3 separate regions of the Mus musculus genome follow, and all the other regions are linked to region 1. The links are chromatin contacts, called in public promoter capture Hi-C maps. All regions are on one chromosome and are shown on one strand. Each heading gives the region's core, a stretch centred on a gene start, on an enhancer-like site or on the middle of the called end of the contact. The rest is flanking DNA. Distances are from core to core; before and after follow the strand shown. Region 1 holds the start of Enpp4 (ectonucleotide pyrophosphatase/phosphodiesterase 4). Region 2 holds the start of Slc25a27 (solute carrier family 25, member 27). Region 3 holds the start of Rcan2 (regulator of calcineurin 2).

The links. Promoter capture Hi-C pulls out the DNA fragments that hold promoters and counts their contacts. Capture Hi-C pulls out chosen DNA fragments and counts their contacts.
Region 2: a promoter capture Hi-C map of adipose tissue shows a contact between it and region 1. The contact joins the promoter of Slc25a27 here to the promoter of Enpp4 in region 1. A contact is called at or near these places in 12 of 39 promoter capture datasets (the 3T3-L1 cell line, 3T3-L1-derived adipocytes, the C10 cell line and 6 more), 3 of 115 datasets of contacts at active chromatin or transcription factors (embryonic stem cells, memory CD8 T cells and pancreatic cancer cells) and 3 of 9 other capture datasets (adipose tissue, liver and pancreatic islet).
Region 3: a contact with region 1 is called in a promoter capture Hi-C map of neural stem cells. The contact joins the promoter of Rcan2 here to the promoter of Enpp4 in region 1. A contact is called at or near these places in 8 of 39 promoter capture datasets (the 3T3-L1 cell line, cranial neural crest, embryonic stem cells and 4 more), 3 of 484 Hi-C or Micro-C datasets (all in embryonic stem cells) and 1 of 115 datasets of contacts at active chromatin or transcription factors (stem cell-derived neural progenitor cells).

Annotation. Positions count from the first base shown.
Region 1 is chr17:44,104,016-44,107,928 of GRCm38.p6, forward strand. It overlaps Enpp4 (ectonucleotide pyrophosphatase/phosphodiesterase 4), which reads right to left and starts at 1,793. Exons shown (of 4, transcript NM_199016.2): 1 at 1,634-1,793. It overlaps Gm34917 (predicted gene, 34917), which reads left to right and starts at 1,769. Exons shown (of 4, transcript NR_167720.1): 1 at 1,769-2,052.
Region 2 is chr17:43,665,186-43,669,098 of GRCm38.p6, forward strand. Slc25a27 (solute carrier family 25, member 27) reads right to left here and starts at 2,029. Exons shown (of 9, transcript NM_001357122.1): 1 at 1,715-2,029. The coding sequence starts at 1,817. It overlaps Cyp39a1 (cytochrome P450, family 39, subfamily a, polypeptide 1), which reads left to right and starts at 2,187. Exons shown (of 12, transcript NM_018887.4): 1 at 2,187-2,609. The coding sequence starts at 2,424.
Region 3 is chr17:43,799,957-43,803,869 of GRCm38.p6, forward strand. It overlaps Rcan2 (regulator of calcineurin 2), which reads left to right and starts at 1,895. Exons shown (of 5, transcript NM_207649.1): 1 at 1,895-2,140. Gm34773 (a long non-coding RNA gene) reads right to left here and starts at 427. Exons shown (of 3, transcript XR_385586.2): 1 at 15-427.

The sequences.
Region 1 (3,913 bases), core at 543-3,042:
CAATGTGGACAGAGTAGAAAAGTCTGCCAGAAGATAGGGTCCTTGGCCATCTGTTCTCTCCTAGCTTCCCGTTCTTGTAGGTAAAAGGTCAATGCATAAAGTTTAGGAGCAGGTCCTCAATATTCACTTCCCTCATCCATTTTAGTTATAAAGTTAGTTAGGCCTGTGCTATGGCAGGCAGAATGTTACAATGGAACTAATGATAAACTAAGAAGACTTTAGTCTCTTTCTATCCATGGTAGCTCTTTAGTCTACCGACTGGTAGGATTCAGAAAGTTTACTACCATCTTAATTTCTTGCTTGTAACATGTATAGAAACATTACAAGTTAACAAGCCGGACACCACTCTCTGAGCTAAACAGAGCCATGTCTGTCAGGACAGCTTTCCTCAGCAGAGTAGAGATCCATGTTTCATGCTAACACTGAGTCTTCAGCTATAAACAAATCGCCCATCCAAAGGTCCTCAGACCATTTTCATGGAATGAGAAAGCCATGGATCCAGGAGTGAAATTATAAAATGCTGTAAGAAATTCTGTAATTCTCACCCCAACAAAACCCCAAAGGGAATTTAAAAAGGGGGGCAGGGGAGGGGAAAGGGCAGATATATCTGGACTAGCAGTAACTGGAAATCTGATATAGTCTCCAGTTTGGGGGTGGGGGTGGGGAAATATCCCTTGCCTCCTCTGGGTTAACTGTTTGCCTAAACGTCCATCAGCTCTCACTGAATCCTAGACCATCGAAGGCTTGGACTGGAAGAGGGTAAGGGAAAAGTCCCTGATCAGCCTTAGCATTCCCTCTGCTCTTTGAAGCAAAGAAATTCAAATGTGGCTTTAAAATAGCAATATCCTTTATTGCCCGTGTGGCACAGGTAACAGGTGGTTTACCCATAGATTTTTATTAAGTGCTTAACCTAAGGGAAGAAACCCAACTCCCTGAAAGTTTTCTAAGTCTCAATGATTCTACGATTCTAAATGGTTCTCCGCTGTTCTAGGCCACACATAGCATCTTCAACTCAGTTACATCTTACTGCACACAAAATGCCCCATGATGTACATCCAACAAACTTTCTTCCCAGGCACACCCAGTAAAACTGCCTTTAAACTTAGTTGAGGGGTAAGGCAGGGGAGAAGCACGAAAACTCAACAGTCCCCCTAAAACTGAGAAATCTCTGGGGAAACTGGAAGAAAGGGGAAACCCACACATCCGCGTGCTTCTCTCTGCAGCTGGCTCCTCTGGAGTCCCACCAAAGGTACAGGGGATTTTTTTTCCAGTCACTGGCTGGACAGCCATCCAGGCTCAGGGCTGGCTCCAGCATTGGGAAGGGTTGTTTGCGCAGCGCCTACCCAGCATCCGGCATCTCCCTCAGCCTGCTCTCTACATTTTAGATCAGGAATGCCAATTGACAGCACGAAAGCACTGACCCTGAAGCTGACACCCAGGCAGCCGTGGCCCCGCCCTTACGCCTTGACCCTGACCCTGACCCCGGCCATGACCCCCGCCCCTCACCTAACGCCACAGTTGACATCCACCTGCCGCCGTATGCTCCTCCTCCCCGCCTCCCTGGTCACCCCACGCGCGTCTCCACTAGCGGAACCGACCCGCGGGTGGAGAAGAAGGAACCAGAAGCTCTCACCGTCTCTACCCTCCGCCCTCGGCGAGCTGGGGAAGGGAGTGGCATTTCCCTCCGGGACTCACCCGCCTCCACCGCCACTTCGGTCTGGCGCGCGGAACTCAGCGCTAGCGGAACCCCGCGCTCCCGGCCACTATCTGGTCGGCGGACGCGGGCGGAGCGCGGCTCCGCGGAGCGCTTCCTGGGACGCCTGCGCAGTAGCGGACGCCCCCCCCCACCCCCCGCGCGCGGGCCCCCGCAGAGACTGGCGCTGCCCCGGGGCGCTCCGGAGGCTCCCAGTGCGCAGCTGCTGCGGGACGCCGCAGAGAGCGCCTGGGGCCGACCGCCGAGTGTGAGACGCGTACCCGGATTGGATGCCCGAGCCCGCGGTGAATGGGACTCCCTTACCCATTGGTTCATTTAACGGTACCACTCGGAGACAGGTAGAATGGAGCTGGACAGAGAGGTTTGCCTTTCCCACCCTCTCACCCGCCCTGGCTGCCCTTTTCTTATTACTCTGTTGTGGGTCCCTTGTTTTAGGCAGAAGACGAAGAAGTTCCTTTTGCCTTCACCTGCACAAGGAAAGACACTCTGAAACAACCAGTTCATTTTTTTTTTCTGGTCATGTTTCTGCCTTTTAAAATTCCCTTTCTGTTTTAAAATCATCCTCTGGTCATCTCACGCGCACATTCCTTCTATTTAGAATAAGGTGTTGTCTGTTTCTACAGTCCCAAATAAAAGTCTGTTGGGGTCCTCAAACTAAGTTTGTTCTAATTTTGCCACAGCCGTGGATGTGAAATTATGCTCGTGCCTTTAAAACTAGTATTAATAGCTGAATTATCCAACTTCAAACTTAATTAGCAGAATTGCCCGAGATATATTTCTTTAATATTTGTATTGCCCAGACATAGTTGACAAAGAGGTTAGTATTTTTTCTTTGTATCTCTAATGCCCAAAGGTGAACCTGACATGCATGGACTTACTCAATGATTTTTGGGTTTAACGAGGTATGTTAAGGTACTCCATGTTTAAATGCTTCCTCTGTTAAGATGCAAGTGCTCAGAAAATGTTTTCATTACAGTATCTACACACAAGATACTTAAGGGGATACAATTAATCGAGTTAAGGATATCAAAATCATATACTATACCCTGAAATCTAAAAGACTTAGCTGGAAACCCAGTAGCTGGATTTATTGGGTTCTGGGCATTAAACGTCAAAGGCTGAATTTGGTACCCTGCTCTGAGTTGAGAGTACAGCCATAATTCAGAGCCTGGGTGCAATCAAGGAGACAATTTTAATATGAGTGTAGTCAGTTCATTATTGATTCCAGTTTCAAGCCTCCAGCTATCCTGTACATTCACAAACTGGAGCGTCTTGGACCCACAGGTTGGCTTGGCCAGCACTGAGTAATGTTGGGCACTGAGTAAGGTTGTGCCTCAACCTGTTTGAGCTTTATCTCCTCATCTGCAGAGCAAGTCCTGGACCAACCTCTCAGGGTTCTTGTCCAATACGTTTTCTAAAGCAAATAAAGCACTCAGCCAGTCACCGGTCATCGTGTTAGCTGCCATTGTCACTGCGATACCGCCAATTGTTTTGAACAATAGGGTAAGATGGAGTTCTAGGGGAGTTTATGCAATGTACAGTTTAACAGGACTTAAATTTCTGCTTTTGGGAACCGAGATTCTGCATATCCTGATGCAAAAAAAAAAAAAAAAAAACAAAAACAAAAACAAAAAAAAACAAAAATAAAAAACAAAAAAACAGAATTGAGTGCTCTATGGGTGGCACATGTAATAAAGAGAGCATCAAGCTGATCACTAACAGAAAGAAACGCTTCCTTATCCGGTCTCCTCCACTTTAAGATAAAGCAGTCAAAGCCAAAGAGGCAAAATGGTCTCCCTTGGCACCAAACTCCTGTTATCTCTCTTATATTTCCTTTATCAACCATGCTTGGAATCCATGTCAAATAGGGGTAAATGATAAGTGCTATTTGTTTCCTTGTACAACAAGAAATCCAGAAGAGAAGATACACTTCAGAAATTGCTGGCTTTGCAACTCATCGAGTGGGGCATTACTCATGTACGCCGCTCCCCTCTTCCTACTTGGAAATTAATTGGCATATGTATCCTTTCGTGGAAATGATAAGATCTTTTTCTCCCCCACCCCCCGTATACCCTGGGTGATATAAGCGACTTCTTGGGGGTTTCGTCTTTCAGTGACACCTCCCATTTCAGTTAAACTAGTTCCTGTCTCACATGCCCAACTCTAAGCCAAGAAAAACAAAAATAAAGAACAGGTAAT
Region 2 (3,913 bases), core at 779-3,278, 440 kb before region 1:
TGGAAAAGTTGCTAACCAATAATGTCCCTAAGATGTTTTCTTATCTTGCATATATATGGAGTCTTAAAAAGTTTCCAGTGGTATACACACACACACACACACACACACACACACACACCTTAAAAAGTGTCTTATCAACACATGAAACTGAGCAAAGTATGAAGAGGCAAGAGCTCTAAGTACAAATGCTGCTTCTCAGAACACATGTTTTCTTCCTTCCTTTTCCTTTGGTTACCTTGTGGCTGGGGCATTCGTGCTGAATCAGTGTGAACTCCCCTTTACCAACTAACTTTGATCCCTTGGCCTTCTGTCCCTATTCTTCACCCGTTTCTCCCCAACACATTTCACAGGACCGTTTCTGGACAAGCCACTGAGCTTTCAGGGAGCCATCAAACCACTAATGCAGCTCATCACTCGGCTGACTCGTTTTAGATGTCTTTAGAAGCTGGTGAATTTTATTTAGGAAAATCAATGATTAAGGAAAATAAAATTGTGTTAGCTTTGATTAGAAAGAAGACAAATAGATGGGCCAAAGGCAAGAAAGGAAGAGTCTAAAGGGCAAAGCAATAGGTAGTGTGCTGGCTATGCTAGGCATAAAAATAAATAAAGCTCCGCTAGAGACGGTTGGATAACATTTTCAAATAACTAATGCACCAGAGACATTTTCCTTTTTCTTTCTTTCTTTTTTTAATGGACAAAAAAATGTAAGGGTAATCTCAAATAGCTTCACAGAGACCACAGGTTGTACTCAAAACCTCCCTGCCCCCTTCCTGAAAAACAACAACAACCACAACAACACCCCCACCCTTTGCTCATGCCATAGTGCCGTAATCCACTTTAGGTGGTCTGTTTATTTACTTATTTATTTATTTGTTGTTGTTGTTTGTTTCTTTGAACTCACTTAGGCAGATGGATCTGTCTTGTTTTGTTTTGTTCCTATAATGTTCTTGGAACACACAGAAATAGCTTCTCTGCAACAGGCAGCAGCTGTAAATAAATGTCTTTCTCTGCATGTGCCACCCCCCACCCGCCACCCCACTGAGCCTGGAAGAAGGCCACACTGGGGTTTTTTGCAATTGTATATCCAGGACCCACTACTGCATCAACTGGAATAATGCTGCCCCTACCTTGCATTTACCACATATAAAAATTACTTCTCAGAATTCCCCTTAACGGGTATAGGCTCAGAGAAGTGATGTGGCTGACTGGCATTAAGCAAATGTTCCAGAGGGATGGTTAACAATTGGAGTCCCTCAAGGTAGGACTCACTGTCCCCCTTCCCCCAACTCAAATCTTAAAGACTCCCGAGGCAGCATAAGACTATAAACCACAAAAAACGATCCCAGGGAGGATGAAAAAGAAAAAAACAAACCAAAACCAAACCAAAAAACTGTGAACAAATGGATTATGGTTCTATAAAGGTCATCCTTACGAAAGGGGAAATGTTTCCTAGAGAGGTATAGGGCTCATGAAGAGCCCAAGAGTACTCACTCAGGCATAAGACAACATCCCTGGGGATGGGAAGACAAGGACCCTGGACACCTCCAATCCACGCTCCTCCCGAAGCTGGCCTACTGGGCACCTGACCACATCCTTGCGAGGGTCCAACCTCTGAAGATGCACTCCAGCCAGGAGTGAGGCTGCCCGCCCATCCCTCCCCCAGCACGATGCCGCAGCCACTCGCTGGGGAGGCCGAGGCGGGGGCGGCCGGTACCTAGCTCGGCCACGGTTGCGGCGCAGCCGGACAGTAGGAACTTGCTCGTCCGGGGCCATCTCTGCGTGAGCGGCAGCAGCTTCTCCTCCTCGGCGATAGGCATTCAGCAGCAAGTCAGGACCACTGGGCACCGCTGGTCGCCTGGGAACCTGCCACCCTGCCGGCGCCGCCCCTTTTCAGCCCGAGAGAGGTCAGGTCAGGACCATGTGCCTTTATTACGCTCTGCAAAGGCGCCGCCCGCCTGGTAGCTGGACCGGTCCGGCGGCCTCAGGTGCTGAAAAACAAAGCCGCACCCAAGAGGCTTCTGGGAAATGTAGTTCTTGGGGGCTCAGCGACTTCTCTGATTGGCTGGTAGCTAGGCGCCCGCTGCAAACAGCTAGTTTACTCGAGCTCCGCCGCCTCAGGATGTGTTCCCGCCTCCTCCGTCCCAGCCCAGCCCAGCCCAGTTCAAATCAAAGCTTTTTTTTTTTTTTTTTTTTTTTTTTTTTTTCTCATAATTTGAAAGCCGTGGGAAGGTGGAAGATAGCCACAATGCAAAAATCACACAAAAACTGGGGCGGGGCAAAGGAACCACAGTTACGCAAGAGAATTTGTTTAAAAAGTTTCTCGGCTCAGAGTTTGCAAAACTGGGCGCATTTTCCTCAGTCGGCGGGGGACTAGGAGATTCCCCTGGAGAAGGACGTTTTCAAACGTCTGTTGATTCTGGAAGATGGGCATTATGGAGTTATTCTCACCAATAGCAATCGCCGTTCTGGGAAGCTGTGTTCTTTTCTTATTCTCTCGGTTGAAGAATTTGCTTGGACCCCCGTGCATCCAAGGCTGGATTCCCTGGATTGGAGCTGGACTTGAGTTTGGGAAAGCCCCTCTTGAATTTATAGAAAAAGCAAGAATCAAGGTATGTAGCAGTGACAGGGAGTTTGGAGGGAGGTAGTATTTCCTTTTCTAATTTTTCTTTTATTAAACTCAGTGTTGGAACATTGGGCATACACATACTTCCGGCAATTCGTCTACTCTGTTTCTCTACATACCTTGTTGGAAATAGTCAGGTCTTTTGACTGTTAGTAATTCCCTGCAGTTAATTCTAAGTGGGTGTTTATTAACATTGCAGATGTAAGCTTGTAGTTTGGGGGCGGCGACAGAAGAGTTTCCATGATTTCAGTTTGTGAAAACGAGTAATAAATTTGTATCACAAGTAGAGGTAACTCTACGATTTTATAAAACTTGATTTGCTAAATTGATCTTTACAGATTAAAAGCTCCCCAATATTCTTTCTTTCTCTCCCCATCCCTACCACCAGATACTATTTTATTGGTGAGTTCCTCCCTCCCTTATTCCCTGCCCTGAGGAAATAAGTAATGGATTCCACTGTAAGGGTTTTTTTTTTTTTTTTTTTTCCCATAAAGCAGCTACTGAATGTTGAACAGTTTAGAGAAGGCACTTTTACTGGCTGGCCTTTTAATTTCTATTCATATTTTGGCGGCCAAGATCTTACTGTGGTTTTGGTTGGGAAGCCAGCATGGTGGATGAAGTGCTTTCTGCAGCAACCACAAAAACCTGAGTCCATACCTCAACCCCTCCAGGTTCAGTGAGAGAGGCTTTGTCTCAAAAACTGAGGTGGAGGGCCAGCAAGAGGGCTCGGTGGGTAAAGGTGTCTGCTGCCAAGCCTGGCATCTTGAGACTGAACCTTAGAACCCACATGGTGGAAGGAGAGAATCAGCTCTCTCAGATTGTTCTCAGACCCCCACATGGGCGCTGTGATACACACATGCCCATATTCCATGTAAACACAATATATGAATAATATTTTCTTATCATTTAGTATTTCTTCTAGCCCTCCCCCACTTCTGTGTGTGTACACTCATGTGTTGGTGTTCTAATCCATGCATGAAGGACTACATGGAGTTCAAAGGTTTGCACCAGGGTGTCTTCCTAGTTTGTTTTTCCACTACATTTTGTTGGGACAGGTCCTCAAACTGCATCTGGAGCTCATCCAGTCAGCTAAGACTGGCTGTTTAACAAGCCTCTGGGAACTGCCTGTCTCTGTCTCCCTGGCTTCTGGAGAATTAGGGATGCGAGCTTTTATGTCTGGGTTTTGCCTGGGGTCTGGGGATTTGAACTCTGATCCTCATGTTGGCACAGCAAGCACTTTGTCCACTGAGCCATATTCTAGTCTTTGATGGCTGTATTTCATCAAATAAG
Region 3 (3,913 bases), core at 645-3,144, 300 kb before region 1:
TGAAGCTATATTACCTGAAAAGCCGAAGTTCCAGGTGCACCAGACGTGATGGCTATCTTCCTAGGTTTCAAAAATAGTTAGTTGGAAGAGGAATGGGGCTTGATTTCCATGATGACTTTCAGATGTGAGCTATAGCCTGTACGAGAAAATTCTAGAGATGTTTTTGCTCCATATAAGAAGGTCCTTTCAAAAAGAAATTTCTCTCCGAACTTGCAATTCTGTCAAATTAACAAACATGTAGAATGTGCATGCCCAAAGCGTGATGACATCGAAGGTCATTTTCAACTCTGAAATGTTTATTTAATTCTGTGCTTATATTTAATGCAGATTAAGCGGATAGAAGAGCTAAGCACCCCCCCTCTCTCAGACAGACACACAGAGACAGACAGAAAAACAGGCACACAGAGGCAGCAAGACACTCAGATACACAGAAAGGAGAGAGAGAGAGAGAGAGAGAGAGAGAGAGAGAGAGAGAGAGAGAGAGAGCGCGAGCGAGAGCGAGAGAGCCAAAAGATATACACAGAGACAGAGTCAGAGACAGACACACACACACACACACAGAGGCACACACAGAGGAAGGGAGGGAGAGAGAGAGAGTAGGCAGCAAGATACACACAGAGACAGAGAGTCAGAGATAGGCACACACACACAGAGACACACACAGAGGGAGGGAGGGAAGGAGGGAGGGTGGGAGGAAGAGAGAAAGAGAGAGAGAGGGAGAGAGAAGAGAAGAGAAGAGAAGAGAAGAGAAGAGAAGAGAAGAGAACTATTACTTCAATGCAGTTTTAATACTGTTATTAAGAACCAACCAAGTGGATGCAGGAAAAGGTTCAAGTATACAACAGTGAGAAAGGCGACATGACACAAAACTTATTCCTATCTGCCATTCTATCTGCTTTGAGGTTGGTCTCCTCTATCCTTCAGTTTCCACGGTCTCCAAACGCTAATCATTTTGTGTCATTGAGGTACTCTTGCCATGAGATTCAGTCCTGTCCCCGTCTGTGCCACCACAAGTCACAGGCTTCCTTGTTCTTGAGCTGCATAATTTTGCACAGTCTTCAGAATGGGTTCATTTGGTTGAGAAGTAAATCCTCCCTGTATTGTTCCACCTCCGACACGCCCCTTCCCCTTTACCTTGTATAAATACTAGTCTCCCTTTTCCTAGGGACCCAAAGTCTTACACATTAGGAATCCTTGAACACCCAAGTCCTTCTTTCTCTCCCCCAGGTCTGGTGGTTGTGAGTCTTTCCTGGCAAAACTGTGAAACCGGCACAGGGCACCTTCAATGGTGTGGGCAGGGCTCACTCACAGCCCCAGCCAGAGGGCGCCAGCACCCACCAAGCATAGTCGCTCTTGAGCACTCAAGAGTGGCTTCCAGACAGTTCCTTAGTTAGCCAGAGGTCGACCTGTGAGAAAACAACCCCCTAGTTCTACGGACCCACAGTTTCTTCTCTGTCCTTTTATTTTTTAGTATCCTTGTATGCAGATGCTTCGCTCCAAGAGCGATCTCACCCCTCTTTGACCCTCAAAAAAAAAAAAAAAAAGTCCTCAACGGGGGATGGGGGAGATGACCCGGGAGCCTCTTCTTTGGAAAGGCATTGCCTTTGGGGACAGGCTCCTGTGTCAGGTTCCTGCAAAGGGTCCAGCTCGCCTGAGATCGCAAAGGAGGGGTGTGCAGCTGAGCGCCGGGTGGAAGCCCAGGAGGTGGAGGTGGGTGAGGGACCCAGAAGGGCGACTGGTCAGGAGGGAGGCGACCAAAGGAGGCCAGTCAGGGGCTTTGGCTTCCCTGGGGTCTGATTGGAGGTTGGCCCGATGAGTCGGAGCTGGGGGCGCGCCCATCTCCACTGGCTTGGTCGAGAGCCGCCGGCTCGGCCCCTCCCCGGAGCCGCTTTGTCCCGGGTGACGGCGGTGGAGGTTGCGGGAGCACCAGCAGGAGGCACAGCCCGGGTGACCCCACGACCCGGAGAGCGGGAGGCGGCGCTCAGTGCGCACGGCTCCACGCCCAGGCCCGCGGGCTCCGCGCTCGCCCCGGCCGTCAGGTGAACAGGCAGAGCCGCGCCCGCAGCCTGCTGCCCCGAGGACCCCCGAGCCGCTGCCACTGTCACCGCCGCCACAGCGGCGCATCGCAGACGTCCTGCAGGTCGGTTACGTAACGGCGCAGGCCCCATCGACCCTGTCCCCTGTCCCACCAGGGCTGAACACCTGGGTGCCAGGGGACCCGGACAATGGGAATCAAGCATTGCTGGGCTCAGGGGCAGGGCTGGAGAGATCTTCTCTCCTGGCCAGTCCCCAAAGCATCCCCAGAGACAGGTTTCCCATGACCCCCTCTAGGAGGCGCTAGTCTCCAAAAGCCCCCTCCCCATCCTACTGGCCAAGGGTCCACCTTCCCAGGTGCAGCAGCAGGTGTATAGGGACTTGGAGGATCCAGAATAACTCCAGTGTCCCCGGGATTTGGGCTTAGAGGAGTTAGGGGTGTCCAGCAAAGCAGTGAGTAAAGGAAAAAAAATGAGGAGACCCCTGTCTTCCCAAGCTTTACCAAATTTTTTAGGGAGAGGCAAAGGGGCTTTCGGGCACAGCGGGCTGAGAATTGTCCTGCCTGGGCTTAGCCGGCTTGGGTCATCTAAAAATAACTTCAAGTTTGAAAAGTGACATGGACAGGAGCGCGGTGTGCCGGGTTCGTCGTGCCTGTGGGGTGTTTCTCTCCAGAAGTCATCAGAGGGGACAAGGCAGTCTCAGCTACCTGATTCCTCTCGGCTGCCTCTACATCTCGCTGGTTGCCAGGGTGCCTCGATTTGACTTGTGGTTAATGATTTATTCTTCAAGGCCTTGCTGTTTGTCCTTTTTTTTTTTTCTTTTTTCCTTTCTTTCTTATCCCTGATGGATTCAACAAGACTGCATACTTTGGCACGTTTTGTTTCTTATATTGGGATAGAAATGGTCAGTGGAGGGATTATTACACCCACTGCCAACACTGTCTTAAAACCTCATTTTAGCAAAGACAACAATAACAACAAAACCCGTTTCTTGTTTCTCTTTATGTAGTCCTATCATTTCCCACGGATGGAAATAAAAGGATGGTAAAGTATTCTCTAGCCGTGATTTGTGTATAGAGAAACTTTACGAAACATGAAGCATGTTTACAACCCAACTTAACTTCCGAACCTTGCTTGTCCTTGATGATAGAAAATCCAAAATATAGGACAAGGGAGTGTTGTCCACAGAGCAGTTCTTGCTGACCAGGGTATCATGAAGATGGACATTAGGTAGGAAGAGTCAAGAAGCAGGCCAGCATGGGCTGTGGGGCCCAGGAGTGAACACTTGGCAGGTTTTCAGTCCCCACATTGATTTCCCTTTCAGCCTTGTGAAGCTATTACACCACATATGACCGGTCATCAAGCTCAATTAGCCTGCAATGGGGGTTGTGATTGGCTTTCCAATGCACTGGAAATTGAATCAGCCTTTCCTGAGCATCTCTTACTTTGAATGTGGTCCAGAGGATTTGGGGAGAGAGAAGTGTCCTCAACAAAAGTGGCCAGATTGTAAGATCTTAGTAAATGCTTAGAGGTGTGTGCCCTTCCTAACCCACCTAAATCTTGGAGGATGCGGCTCTCTCCAGTGAGGAACATTTAACAGGAGTGGGAACTCGAGAGCTTTCTCATTTGCAAGTACTCATCACACTTGCATAACTGTTTGCCACTTGTCAGATATAGTGCAGGGACTGGCATTCTTTTTTATTCAGCCCAGCTTGGACAGTGGCAGAGGTTGCACACTCTCATTCCTTTAATTCCCTGTGCCAGGGATGAAACAGTTATTTATTAAGCACCTGCTGTGTGCTAAGCAGGCTCTGTGCTAGGAGCTAAAGAAACAAGGTCCTACACTTCCCAGAACTGAATCAGGCAGAAAATAAATGCTG